2 separate regions of the Sus scrofa genome follow, and region 2 is linked to region 1. The links are chromatin contacts, called in public HiChIP or PLAC-seq maps. All regions are on one chromosome and are shown on one strand. The core of a region is the stretch at or near the end of the contact, and the rest is flanking DNA. Distances in the headings are between cores, read along the strand shown. Region 1 holds the start of RPS12 (ribosomal protein S12). Region 2 holds the start of STX7 (syntaxin-7).

What was found. HiChIP or PLAC-seq counts read pairs in DNA pulled down with a chosen protein or histone mark.
Region 2: a contact with region 1 is called in an H3K27ac HiChIP or PLAC-seq map of alveolar macrophages. The contact joins the promoter of STX7 here to the promoter of RPS12 in region 1. A contact is called at or near these places in 1 of 5 promoter capture datasets (fetal liver) and 1 of 2 datasets of contacts at active chromatin or transcription factors (alveolar macrophages).

Annotation. Positions count from the first base shown.
Region 1 is chr1:30,919,243-30,924,900 of Sscrofa11.1, reverse strand. It overlaps RPS12 (ribosomal protein S12), which reads left to right and starts at 1,509. Exons shown (of 6, transcript NM_214363.1): 1 at 1,509-1,541; 2 at 1,677-1,727; 3 at 1,917-2,033; 4 at 2,961-3,063; 5 at 3,507-3,608; 6 at 4,012-4,097. The coding sequence starts at 1,714. The coding sequence ends at 4,074. SLC18B1 (MFS-type transporter SLC18B1) reads right to left here and starts at 1,184. Exons shown (of 15, transcript XM_013988257.2): 1 at 906-1,184.
Region 2 is chr1:31,180,621-31,186,849 of Sscrofa11.1, reverse strand. It overlaps STX7 (syntaxin-7), which reads right to left and starts at 1,945. Exons shown (of 10, transcript XM_001926476.4): 1 at 1,803-1,945.

The DNA.
Region 1 (5,658 bases), core at 260-2,759:
ATTAAGGGAAAATATTAAGGCCCATACCTGAGTCTACAGAATAGGTTACTATGAGCTGCTAGAAGACAGAAACCCAGTCAGCTTGGTTAGTACTATACTGGGAAAAATTGCATCTGCCAAGAAGTATTTAATTTGACCACAAACATTAGAGCAGCAAGAATAAGTATTTTCATCGTTATAAACTCTGCAGGGCTTTTTTTTAAAGCAAAAAAAAAAAAAAAAACGCTCAATAATTAAATGAATAAGCAAAGTGAACTATTTTTTTAGGATGACTTATGGATGGAAAGAAGCTGGTTCAACACTTAAAAATGAACACTTGAAAGCTAAAAATGAACTGTATCAACTTATTAAAATTCCAGTATATCATTATTCTGGCTAACTCTCCCTCACACTCTTATTATGTGACTTATTTTTGTTATCTTCACAGTACTCAAGTTACCTGTCTCTGTTCACTGTATGCATAGTGCTGGCACCTATCAAATGCCTAATAATTGCTAACTAGTTTGGCACTTGTCAGGAGAATAAGTTTAAACAGGAGAAAAAGGACTGTGCCAATTACATTTGGCTGTATTTCAGATATTTGCGTTGGTGGGGAATGGCCCACCAATGTAACATTCAAAATGTTGCTTCCCGAAAAGTCAGAGTTAAAACTGGATTCCACTCCTAATTTCGCCAGTCCGGAAAGGCGAAATGAATGCCAGATTTCTCAAAGACCACGATTTCATCTCTATATTCCCAGACCCTGTCTCTACGTCTGCTACATTGTAGGTGTTTCAAATGCACCTGCTGAATCCCGATTTGGGCGGGAATACGAATTCAGGGGACAATTTAGTGTTTTTTATTTTTATTTTCAAACCCCAAACTTCGTTTAGAACCAACTGCGTTAGAAAACCATTACCAAATACCTGGCTGGCCAGACGTTCCAGTTAACAGCCGGCGGGAAAGTGGAATTTTCGATTTGCTTAGAAGTAACGAAAACGTGTTGACTTTCGTTTTATGAAAACGCACGGGCGCGCGCAGATCACCCAAAGAATGATAAATTCACCAGCATTCAGAGTGACTTAAAGAGCGAAGTGAGAGAGTGTGCTGCTCAGGGAAGGCCCATTAGTGGAGTCGAAATTACAACCACGGTGTCTTAAGCGTTAAAACTGGGGCTGCGATTGCTCCAGGACTCGGGGCCTTGCAAGACCACATTGGCAGGAGGGCTTGGCCCTTCTCGCGCACCGTAGGACGAGCTCTCTGGGCCTCCGTAGGCCCCACCCTCGGCGTGGAAAAACTTTGGGAAGCTGCCCGCGTTAGTGCCTGCTGCGTGGGCCTAAGACCGGCCGAGCAGAGTCAGAAGACTAGTAGGACCCCTGCCACAGAACCGCTTCAATCCGGAAACAGAAATTCTCGAGGCCCGGCACTGCTAAAGCCAGCTCTTCCCTGGGAGGGAGTGCACATGCGCATAGGGGTCCTGGGAAACCCTTAAATACCGTCATGCGGGAGCCTACATTCTCTTTCCCTGCCGCCGCCGAGTCGCGCGGAGGCGGAGGCTCGGGGTGAGTAGAGCAAGGCGAGAGTGGTGTTTGCGGAGTGTGGCTCAGTGTTTTTCAGATGAGATTGGCGATAAGTGTTTAGGTCTAAACCCAGTTTGTTAACCAGGATTTTCTTTTCTTTTTTTTTTCCTATTGCAGTGTGCTCAAGATTCGGTTCCACCCGTAACCCACCGCCATGGCCGAGGAAGGGTGAGCTCAGGGTTGGGGTGGCGAAACGGGCGAGGCGCGGGCCGCGAGCCCGCAGCGTGGGTTCTGGGTTTGCTGTGGCGCTCTACGCGGCTATGATCTAATCTCGCCAACGACTGTTTTGTCCAAAGCATTAGATGGTGTGCGGAGGTTTTTTGATTTTTTTTCTTTTTTTTAACTCTTCCGTGTTAGCATTGCTGCTGGAGGTGTAATGGACGTTAATACTGCTCTACAAGAGGTGCTGAAGACCGCCCTCATCCATGATGGCCTAGCACGTGGAATTCGCGAAGCTGCCAAAGCCTTAGACAAGTACGTGTATCAGTCTCAATACTGTGGGGTGTTGGATCTGGAACAAAACTGCAGCCAAGGGAAGAGAGCGTGAAGTTCATGCTGTTAGCACAAAAGTTGTGAATGGCATCCGTTCTACAGGAAACCTAGGAAAAGGTATAAACTTAGATCTTTTAACGGCCCACTTAAAAGGGTGTAGGTTTGGAGTGGGGGTGCGCCCTTGCTTCTTAAAATGGAACTACAGCGTTTGAGTGATGACTTAAATTGTCGGATACCCCTTCACTCTTTCCATGAGTGAAATCTAATAGTCTGACAAACCTGTAGGTTGTGGGGCTATTAATGCACTGTTAACTAGGGAATCCATAAGAACCTTCATTAATACATGTAGATTTTGAACTATTAACATGGCAGAAGTACCTGGATTTTTAGGTGAACTCAATAAGTGTTTTAGCTGTAGAGGTCATTGTGAGTGTGGGACATTTATAAATTGGTTAGGTTTTTGGAGTGGTTACATTGGCAAAGCAACTATTTAATTGAGGTGAATTTAAATGATCTTTAAGGGTACTAAGATGTGTGAGTTTCTGTTCTGTTAATTGTAGTACACTGGCCAGTTGAGTCCAGTGGAAATAGCATTCCTTGTTGGAAATACCTGGTATGGATTTCCTGCACTATTTGTACCTTGACAATACTGAGCAGTGTTACTGTCTGGGTTAGTAATGGGTAACTAATGAGTAAGTTAGTTTTTACATACAAACTTTATATTATTAATTACTGAATCAGAAATGTTTCAGTGGAGGAAGTGAATGTTTTGTGGCAGCTACATCAGCTTGAAGTTGTGTTCTCAGCGTGCTTCTTCTGTTAGTCACTGTGGCTAGTGCAAAGAACTCTTGTAAAAGTGCGGTAGTGGATTTAGACCTGACTTGGTTTCTGTTGGGTTTTGCATTTCAGGCGCCAAGCCCATCTTTGTGTGCTTGCATCCAACTGTGATGAGCCAATGTATGTCAAGTTGGTGGAGGCCCTTTGTGCTGAGCACCAGATCAACCTAATTAAGGTAAGTTAGCCATCTAACTTGCTGTCTTGACTGTTTAAATTCTCTAGGTTAATGAAAATTGGGCCAGTTAGGGTCGTGTTTCCAGATAATGATAGCTAATGACTCATAGCAGAGCAAATTCTGCAAAGAGCTCTTTGCTTTCTGCAGGTGTGAAAAACTTCACAAACTTGACAATTGTTAGATATGTTAAAGGTAGTTTTAGAAGCATTTTATTCCCACAGAATTAAATGCTAATTTTGATGTTGCCATAGAAAAAACTAGGTAGGAGGTCTTGGTGCTGCTGTACATGATGACAACTGGCTCCCTCTACTGAACTTCTATGAGGAAACTGCCATGTCACCCTATCTGACTACAGCTGCCTTTCATTTGATGTGTCCGTCAATAGCATTCATGTCTACTAGTGGTGATTTTTTTTTTTTTTTAATTGTTGTTTCCCTCAATAGGTCGACGACAACAAGAAACTAGGGGAATGGGTAGGCCTCTGTAAAATTGACAGAGAGGGAAAACCCCGTAAAGTGGTTGGTTGCAGTTGTGTGGTGGTGAAGGTAAGTCTTTTTTGTCGGGGGAGGAAATTGTGCTGGGTGACCATGCTTAACCCTGTATTGAATCTAAATGTTGAGAATATCTTAAAAGTAAAAGATGTGTGATTCTCAACACACAAAGAACGATTATTGTCTTAAGGGAAAGGGAAATGAACTGTAATTAAAGCCAGTCAATGAATCTGCTTACCTGAATGTGTTTCTGCAGAAATTGAGTAAACGCTGGCAATAGGAGAGCCATGTTACGAGCCTTAAAGACATTAAGTCTTTAAGGTCCCTGAAAATGGCAACAAGACATTTCAATGATGGGACGCACATAACCTAACATTTTGTAGCTTCACCATAACTAGTGCTAACAATTTAGTGAAGTTTTCTAAATACTAGTAAAAAATCACTTTTTATTTTTTAGGACTATGGCAAAGAGTCTCAGGCCAAGGATGTCATCGAGGAGTACTTCAAATGCAAGAAATAATCAAATAAAAAGACTGGCTCCTATTTCTTCTCATCTTTGGCTTTTATTTGGGGCAATATAATAAGGTTCCTGTAAGTGAAAGACGAAAGATAGTCATTGCCAAATGATTAGAAACGTGCTATTTGTCTCCTAGCTTTTTTTAAGTGGAAGCATGTTCTCCAAACTTTAAGTGATATTAGTGTTGGCCTTTAGAAGAGCCCATGTAAGGTTAGGCTTACAGTGAGGTTTTGGTGACAGTATTTCTGGGGTGTGGGCATTTATCATTGCTATGATGGGAACAGCCAGGAACTTGGAGAATGGGTAGAGGCTTGTCAGGTGTAGGTGTCAAGAATTAAGTTCTACAGATGAAAAGAACAAAGGTCGGCTGGATTGGATTTAGGCTGTGGGATGCTAGAAGGTGCATGATGGCCAGGTGTGCTTATGTACATGGCCCTTGATAAAAGTCAGGGTGTCAGTTGTAACTAACTTAACTAAATAGTAGGCACAGAAATGAGGTGTGCTTCCATCTATAATTGAAGAATCTCAGTAGGAGAAGTAATAGTGGCCCATGTATTTCAAGTGGGCATCATTGGTTGCTGTATGAAATGGTGAGTCAGGACTAAATGAGAATTTAAAAATTTGAATCCCTGGTAAGTGCCAACTGGGGAGTTTTTCTTTAGTGGTTGCCAACTTACAGGGTGCCTGTGAACCTGCAACAGGTTCAGTTTTGACCTGGTGTTCCTCAGTGTTAATTTGCATTTGGGGAATTCATAGGTTTTAAGTCTTCCAAGATGTTTGACTGCTTCTAATATCACTAAAGGGTGATTATCAGCATGTTACCCACTGGTGAAGTGAAGGCCTCACATGTTGGCCTAGAGCTAGTGTAGTTTATACAATATGACTAAGTCTGGATGGTATATAACCTGGGCCATTTGGCTGTTCTAAGGAAAATGATTTCAGTTTGCTTTGAATTTTTAGTTGGCTCGTTTCAGCATCTCACCATTTTTAGTCCCTATTGTATTTGGTGCTGTTTTGAGCCTTTGATGGTCGTTTATGGGAGTTAGTATAATTTGGGCTAGAGAAAAGAACTACAGCAGAGTACATTTCCATATATTCCTTCACTCGCTGGCCCTGAGGATCACCTCTCATTAACACTGGTTTTCTGACACTTCCCTTTGACCTGAGGTGCAAAACACTACCCTTGAAGTGCAGATATTTGACCCAAGTACTGCCTCTGCTGTGATCGTTGTGGAAAATCAGTACTTAGCAGTGGTCTCATTTCTAGTGTACACTTTGGCCTCAGTCCCTTGTTTTCCAGAGTTCAGGCTGTTAGTTTACTTCTGTAAGGTCAACCTGGAACAGCATCCACTCCTTTGTTCTTTGGTCCATTCTTTCCACTTTGTCTTTGATCAGCTCTAGACTAAAGGTGTGCACTAGGCAGCAGCCCACAAAAACCTACTTGTGCTTCAGGTTTTGTGTGCTTTAGCATGAACCTTATAAGGTTATGTTTTGGGGGGAGGAAAGAGTTATGCCAGCCAGCATATACCGGGCTTTGCACTGTGTCAACATCTGTTAATTCCTGTCGATTCCCCAAGCCAGAGCTCT
Region 2 (6,229 bases), core at 696-3,195, 260 kb before region 1:
GGATGTCCCAGGCTTAACGATGCCTGGGGCCATCACCTCTCCCTAGAAGGATTTCCCATGATCTCCATGTGACTGGCTCCTTTTTCCCAGGGTGCCATTTCCTCTCCCTAGAAGGCTCTTCCCATGATTCTCCATGTGACTTGCTCCTTTTCCACAGCAAAGTCTCATCACATGCTAGATAAGCATTCCGTAGTCACTTTGATCCAAGTGAGAAGTCACCACCTGCCACTCTGCTGATCTAACTTACTGCATCATGGTGCTAATAATCATTTAAAATTATCTAGTTAGTATATCATTTATTATGTCCCTACCTCTGGAACATAAAGAGAGACAAAGCTGTCATCTTGTGGTATCTGTGCTGTGAGGGAGCACAGATGTTCCATGAATGTGCGGGTGATCCCTTTACTACAAACAGGAGCATTCTCCACCTGAACTACACGAACTGCATTCTTTAGCTCAGCTCTTGCATCCATTAAACTATTATGCCATTTGGGTTTAGTTCACAATACCGAGGATTATTTTTGATCTGCTCATACACCAAACTTTCAAATAAAATGGAATCATGGCAAACTTTACTCAGGCTTACTGCACGTGCTTCCTATCATTTATTTTTCAACCAGCAGCATTTGGCTAAAGTTTAGGATCGTAACCAAAATTAAGGCTTACTTTGTTTGGGGGAGCAGTTAATGCGTTAACATGGTATCATATTAACCTCCACAGAAACTTTGAAACTGGAGCTTAAATTTCAACGAGTCACAAGTCTGAGGCAAACTTCTCAAAGTGGCCTGCAAAGCAGAGGCCTGTACACATCACCAGACAATTGAACACTGCTATCAGTCTCTGTACTGGGGGACGATCGGGCCAACCTCAGAAGAAACATTCACCTCCAATATTACTAAAGAGCACAGCATTTCATAATCACTTCCTCTTCTTCCAGAGTTCGCACAAGTATTAAATTACATATAACTGTAGTCAGACTGTGTTGATTTGAGTTAAACAAAAATTACTGTATAAGAGTCTAGCAAATGTAAGAAATCTGAGGGGGGAAAAAAGCATTTAACCTGAAAGGCAATTTTTTTCTTTTTGTCTGAATTTAAAGAAAGTAACAACCTGAAAACCAAGAGGGTGGGTGTGGGGAGGTGTCTTGAGATATTGCATGTATTGTAACTGGCTTTATGCAAACCAATTAAGGACATCACTGAAAGGGCCAAAGAAAGTTAGCATATCATAGTCTCCAAACCAAAGAGAAGACCAACTACAATGAGCCTCTGTATTAATGTATATGGTTCCTTCACTACAGAAATACGTATCTTCAGTTCTTCTACATTTGGGAGGAGAACTTTAAAGCACGTTTTCTAAACCCGTGAATTAAAAAGAGGAAGAGGTCAGTTCATGTCCAGCCTGAGGCAGAAGAAGCTGGATTCCAGAGCTGGGCCGGGGCGGCTCGGACGCCAGCCCCGCCCGGGAACGCGCAGCCAGCCGGTGCGCCTGAGCAAGCGCGGCCGGGGAGGCAGGGGGAGGCGGCGGGGCTGCTGCGCATCAGGCGGCGGGAAGGCCGGGCTGGCAAGGCCAGCAGGGACCGGCGGGGCCCGCCTGACCACGCCGCGCACGGAGCCGAGGGGCGTGGGGAGCAGCGCGCTCCCGGGGCTGGGGCAACGCCGGCCCTCAGACTCCCGAGCGCCTGCCGCAAAGCGCAGGGCGGCGGCCACCTGACAACGCGCGCAAACAAGGTGGCGCGACAGCCACGGGGACACGCGCTTTCGGGGCGCCCGGCCATGGGCACCTCCCGAGACTCCTCTTACCCCGACTTCCTCTGCTTCCTTCTTCTTCTTTAGCCGCGGGCACCCAAGGGCCGCAGAGCCCCCAGCTGCGATTCTCAGCTGATGGGTGGCGGCACCAGGATGGCCAGTGCGCATGCCCGCAATACCTCCCTGGGAAGGAGGCGGAGCTAGCTCCTCTCTCATTGGCCAGCGGGGTTAAATGACGGCAGCCCTTCCCCGCCCCTCTGGTTCTAAGCTAAGGAATGGGGGTTCCAGCAAAATTGCAAGGGAGGTGTTTTTTGAGGCCTGACCTGCGGATGGTGAACGTCTTAGCCTGCGAGCAAAAACAGGAGGAGGGAATGGAGAGCCCCTCTGTTTATCGGGGGATGCCGGCCTCCCTAGCCTCGTGTCTTCAGCTGGCCCGATTAACTCATGCCTGCCTTGCTTCTTAACCCTTGACTCTGTAGTAGACCATATTTACAACTCCATTAAAAATGCGGACGCCCGCAAATGAGGCCCTGGGGGGAGGACATACTAACACGAATAGAGGAAATTCAGTCAGGAACAATGAAGGAATAAGCGAAAAGTCTTTCCCATGTGCTAAGTAGACAAGTTTTCATACATATACAAGTCATTCTAAGCATCCTCAAGGGCGGGAAGTAGGTTTCACCGGATTTCCAAAACATAGAGAGGTTCTCATGATAAATAGTCAAAGTAATTGTTAGATAAAAGTATAATTTCTTTTGATGAAAGAATACCAAATTAATTAGGCCTTTTTCTGTAATAAGACAATATTTCTAAAAGGATCGTCAGGATATCAAAAGTCCAGATAGACTAAGGTGGAAAAAAACAAAACAAAACATATTTTGAATTGGTACCACCTGAGAAAAGTCTAGGTTGTTTGGAATCACATGCACATATATGTACATATGTGAGAGAGATTAACCAAGGATAAGAAACAGAAGAGGCTCTCAGTTCACTTTTCATTTTTCTATTTTTAAGAGAGATGCAGGAAGAAGAAGTATTTTCTATTCCTCATTTTTCCTAAAGAAAACTATGGTGTAAGTGTGATAATAAGCAGCAATTATACTCTGCCTCTGTGAAGAGGGGCAATAGAGATGGGCACGCTGGCCAAGCAGAAGGTACACACCCCATCTAAAGGGGCAGCATGATTCAGCTAGAGCCAACAGTAGACTTTTAGGAATATTGCCTAATATAAGCAAATTATCTGCTTTCTTGAGATATAGTGGAAATTTGATTCGTTTTTATTTTACCCCAAACTTCTATACTTCTAAATTTTTTATTAAAGTATAGTTGATTTACAACGTTGTGTCAACTTCTGCTGCACAGCACAGTGACCCAGTCATACATATGTACACTTTATTTTTCTCATATTATCCTCCATCATGTTTTATCACGAGAGACTGGATGTAGTTCTCTGGCTATAGGGCCTCATTGCTTATCCATTCTAAATTTTGCTCCTACTAACCCCAAATTCTGATTTTTACGTGAAATCTATTTTTCAATATTTTCTAAGTTTTTATAAAAACATTCTGTGATCAAATAAAATATGTATTTCATCCTTTGTAATAGGAAATAATTTTATTTTTTATTTTGTCTTTTTTTTTTTAGGGCTGCACCCACAGTATTTGGAGGTTCCCAGGATAGGGATTGAATCTGAGCTGCAGCCGCTGGCCTACACCACAGCTCACAGCAATGCTGGATCCTTAACCTACCGAGCAAGGCCAGGGAATCAAACCTGCGTCCTCATGGATACCAGTCATATTCATCCACTGAGTCACGATGGGAACTCCAGGCAACAGTTTTAAAACTGCACAGTGGGACTCAAAGCCATTGTTTTTGTTTTTAATTAAAATCACACACCTTGTCTTGGGACTTATTGAAGTTCAGGTTCTTTATGTCTCAGTACAGAAGGAATTCAGTAAGAGGCAAAGTGAGGAGTTCCCACTGTGGCACAGTGGCTTAAGAATCAGACTGCAGCAGCTCAGGTTGCTGCGGAGGTGTGTGTTTGATCCCAGGCCAGGTGCAGTGACTTAAAGGATCCCACATTGCTGCACCTCTGGTGTAGGTCACAGCTGCGGTTTGGATTCAGTCCCTGGCCTGGGAACTCCCATATGCCATGGGTGTGGACATTAAAAAAAAAAAAAAAATGGCAAAGTAGTAGGTAAGAAGTAGATTTATTGAGAGAGAGATAGGCCAATTGTGTATGGACCATCTCAGCAGGTGAAAGCTGCCTGGAAGATACTCCACAGACAAAATGCAATCTATCTGAAAAGGCAAGAGAGCAGCCCTGGGAGAAACACACTCCACAAAGTGTGGGCCGTCTCAGGATGCAAGAGGTCTTGAAATATGGGGTAGTGAGCTTTTATGGGTGTGGTAAGTTCATAGGCTATTGAGTGGGAGGGTTATTCCAACTATTTCAGGGGAAGGGGTGGGATTTCCAGAAAATAGGCCACTACCCACTTTTGGCCTCTCATGGTTGCCCTTGGAACTGTCCTGGCCTCTGTGGGCATGTCATTTAGCATGCTAATATATTACAATGAGCATATAATGAGGCTCAAAATCACGGGAAGTTGAATCTTCTGCCATCTTGGACCTAGTTGGTTCTAACTGGTTTTTGTCTTATCCTCAATGGCTATGTCATTCTTTGAAGGTTATGCCCTCCCTCCTTCCCTCTTGTTTCAGTTTCAGCCATAAAGTATGAAAGCTAGAGAAAGCCTAACAAAAAATCTAGCTCTACTTCTTCATTTGCTTCTCAAAAGTGTCCCAGTTCAGATGACATATTATATGGTCACAGTCACCTTGTACACAAGAACCTACATAATCTGTTTTGTTTTTAAGATCACACCTGCTGCATATGGAAGTTCCCAGATGAGGGGTGGAATTGGAGCTGCAGCTGCAGGCCTATGCCACAGTCACAGCAGCACCAGATCTGAGCTGCATTTGCAACCTGCCCAACACCAGATCCTTAACCCACTGAGTGAGGCCAGGGATCAAACCCACATCCTCGCAGAGATAGCATTGGGTCCTTAACCCACTAATCCACAGCAGGAACTCCCATACAAGAACCTACATAATCTGGATCCTGCCTTTCTGTGCACTCAAATTATGCTTTGGAATATGCCAGTTTAAAGAATTTCTCCATCTCTTTCTGCTTTCACCTCCCTCCCACCAGCTCACAAACTGCTCATCAAGGGTTTTCTTATTTCTGTGTGTTGCTCCATCAGTTCCCTTTAATTGGAATATGTTCTTTCTTCCTCCCACTTTTTAACATAAATTCTATTTTAGGATAATTATAGACTAATGGAAGGGTTGCAAATATAATACTGAGTTCTCATTACACCTCACATAGATTCAGCCAGTGTTAACATTTTACATAATCCTAATGCATTTATAATCCTAATGCTAATGCATTTGCCGAAGCTAAGAAATTAACATTAGTATAGCAGTGTTGACTAAACTGTTGACTTGATTTGGATTTCACCAATTTTCTGCTACTGTCCATTTTCTGTTCCAGGATCCAATCCCACACTGTATTTATACAGCATGTTTCTTTTGTCTCCTCCGATCTGTGATCGTTTTCTGCCTTTTCCTTTTTTATCATGACCTTGGCGCTTTAAGAGTACTGGAAGGCATTTTGTAGAATGTCCCTCAATTCAGGCATGCCTGATGTTTCACATGATTAGACTGAGTTATAGATTTTTACCATGGAGGCGAAGTGTCCTTATCATGTCCTTTCAGGGAGTACAGGACAGAAGCTGTTTACTGATGGTGTTCATCTTCACACCTTGGTTAAAGTGATGTCTGCGCATCACTCTTTTTCCATTCTTGTGCTATAAGAAGAGAACCACTAAATCCAGCCTACAATCAAGAGGAGGAGAACTGAATTCTATCTCCAAAAGCAAGGAATATTAAAAAATTATGGACATATATTGAAACTACCACAGTAACTTACAAATATTTGGACAAAGATGCTTTGAGGCTAAACCATCAGAGATCATTGTTATTACGATGGAAAGAAAAGATTTTCAAGTGAATAGTTAAGGAAAGTACCTCCTCACATCAGATACTTGATGCTAAGATAGATTCTCAGGCTCAACTCTACCTAGTTTCTTAGGTAGAAAAACTAGGAAATTGCTGTGATTTCTTTTCTCAGCTTTATTTTATGTACATAACTATTTTGTTTTTGTAATATGGAATTCTTTTTCCATAGGAAGATCCTGACCATGAATGTTCCATCTAGCTCTTTACAGCTTTGAACCTCGATTCTACGTTCTTCATGTATTCTTTCCTCGTATTGTCCACCTGCCTAATTGCAGTTATTCCGCTGTGTTGTAAAGGTGATTTTCTATTTCCTTCAGTTCTTCTATAAGGAATATCTGTCACTTCTCCCAAATTTCTTTCTTTCTTCAATCATTTATTTATATCAGTATGAATTTATGGATTTT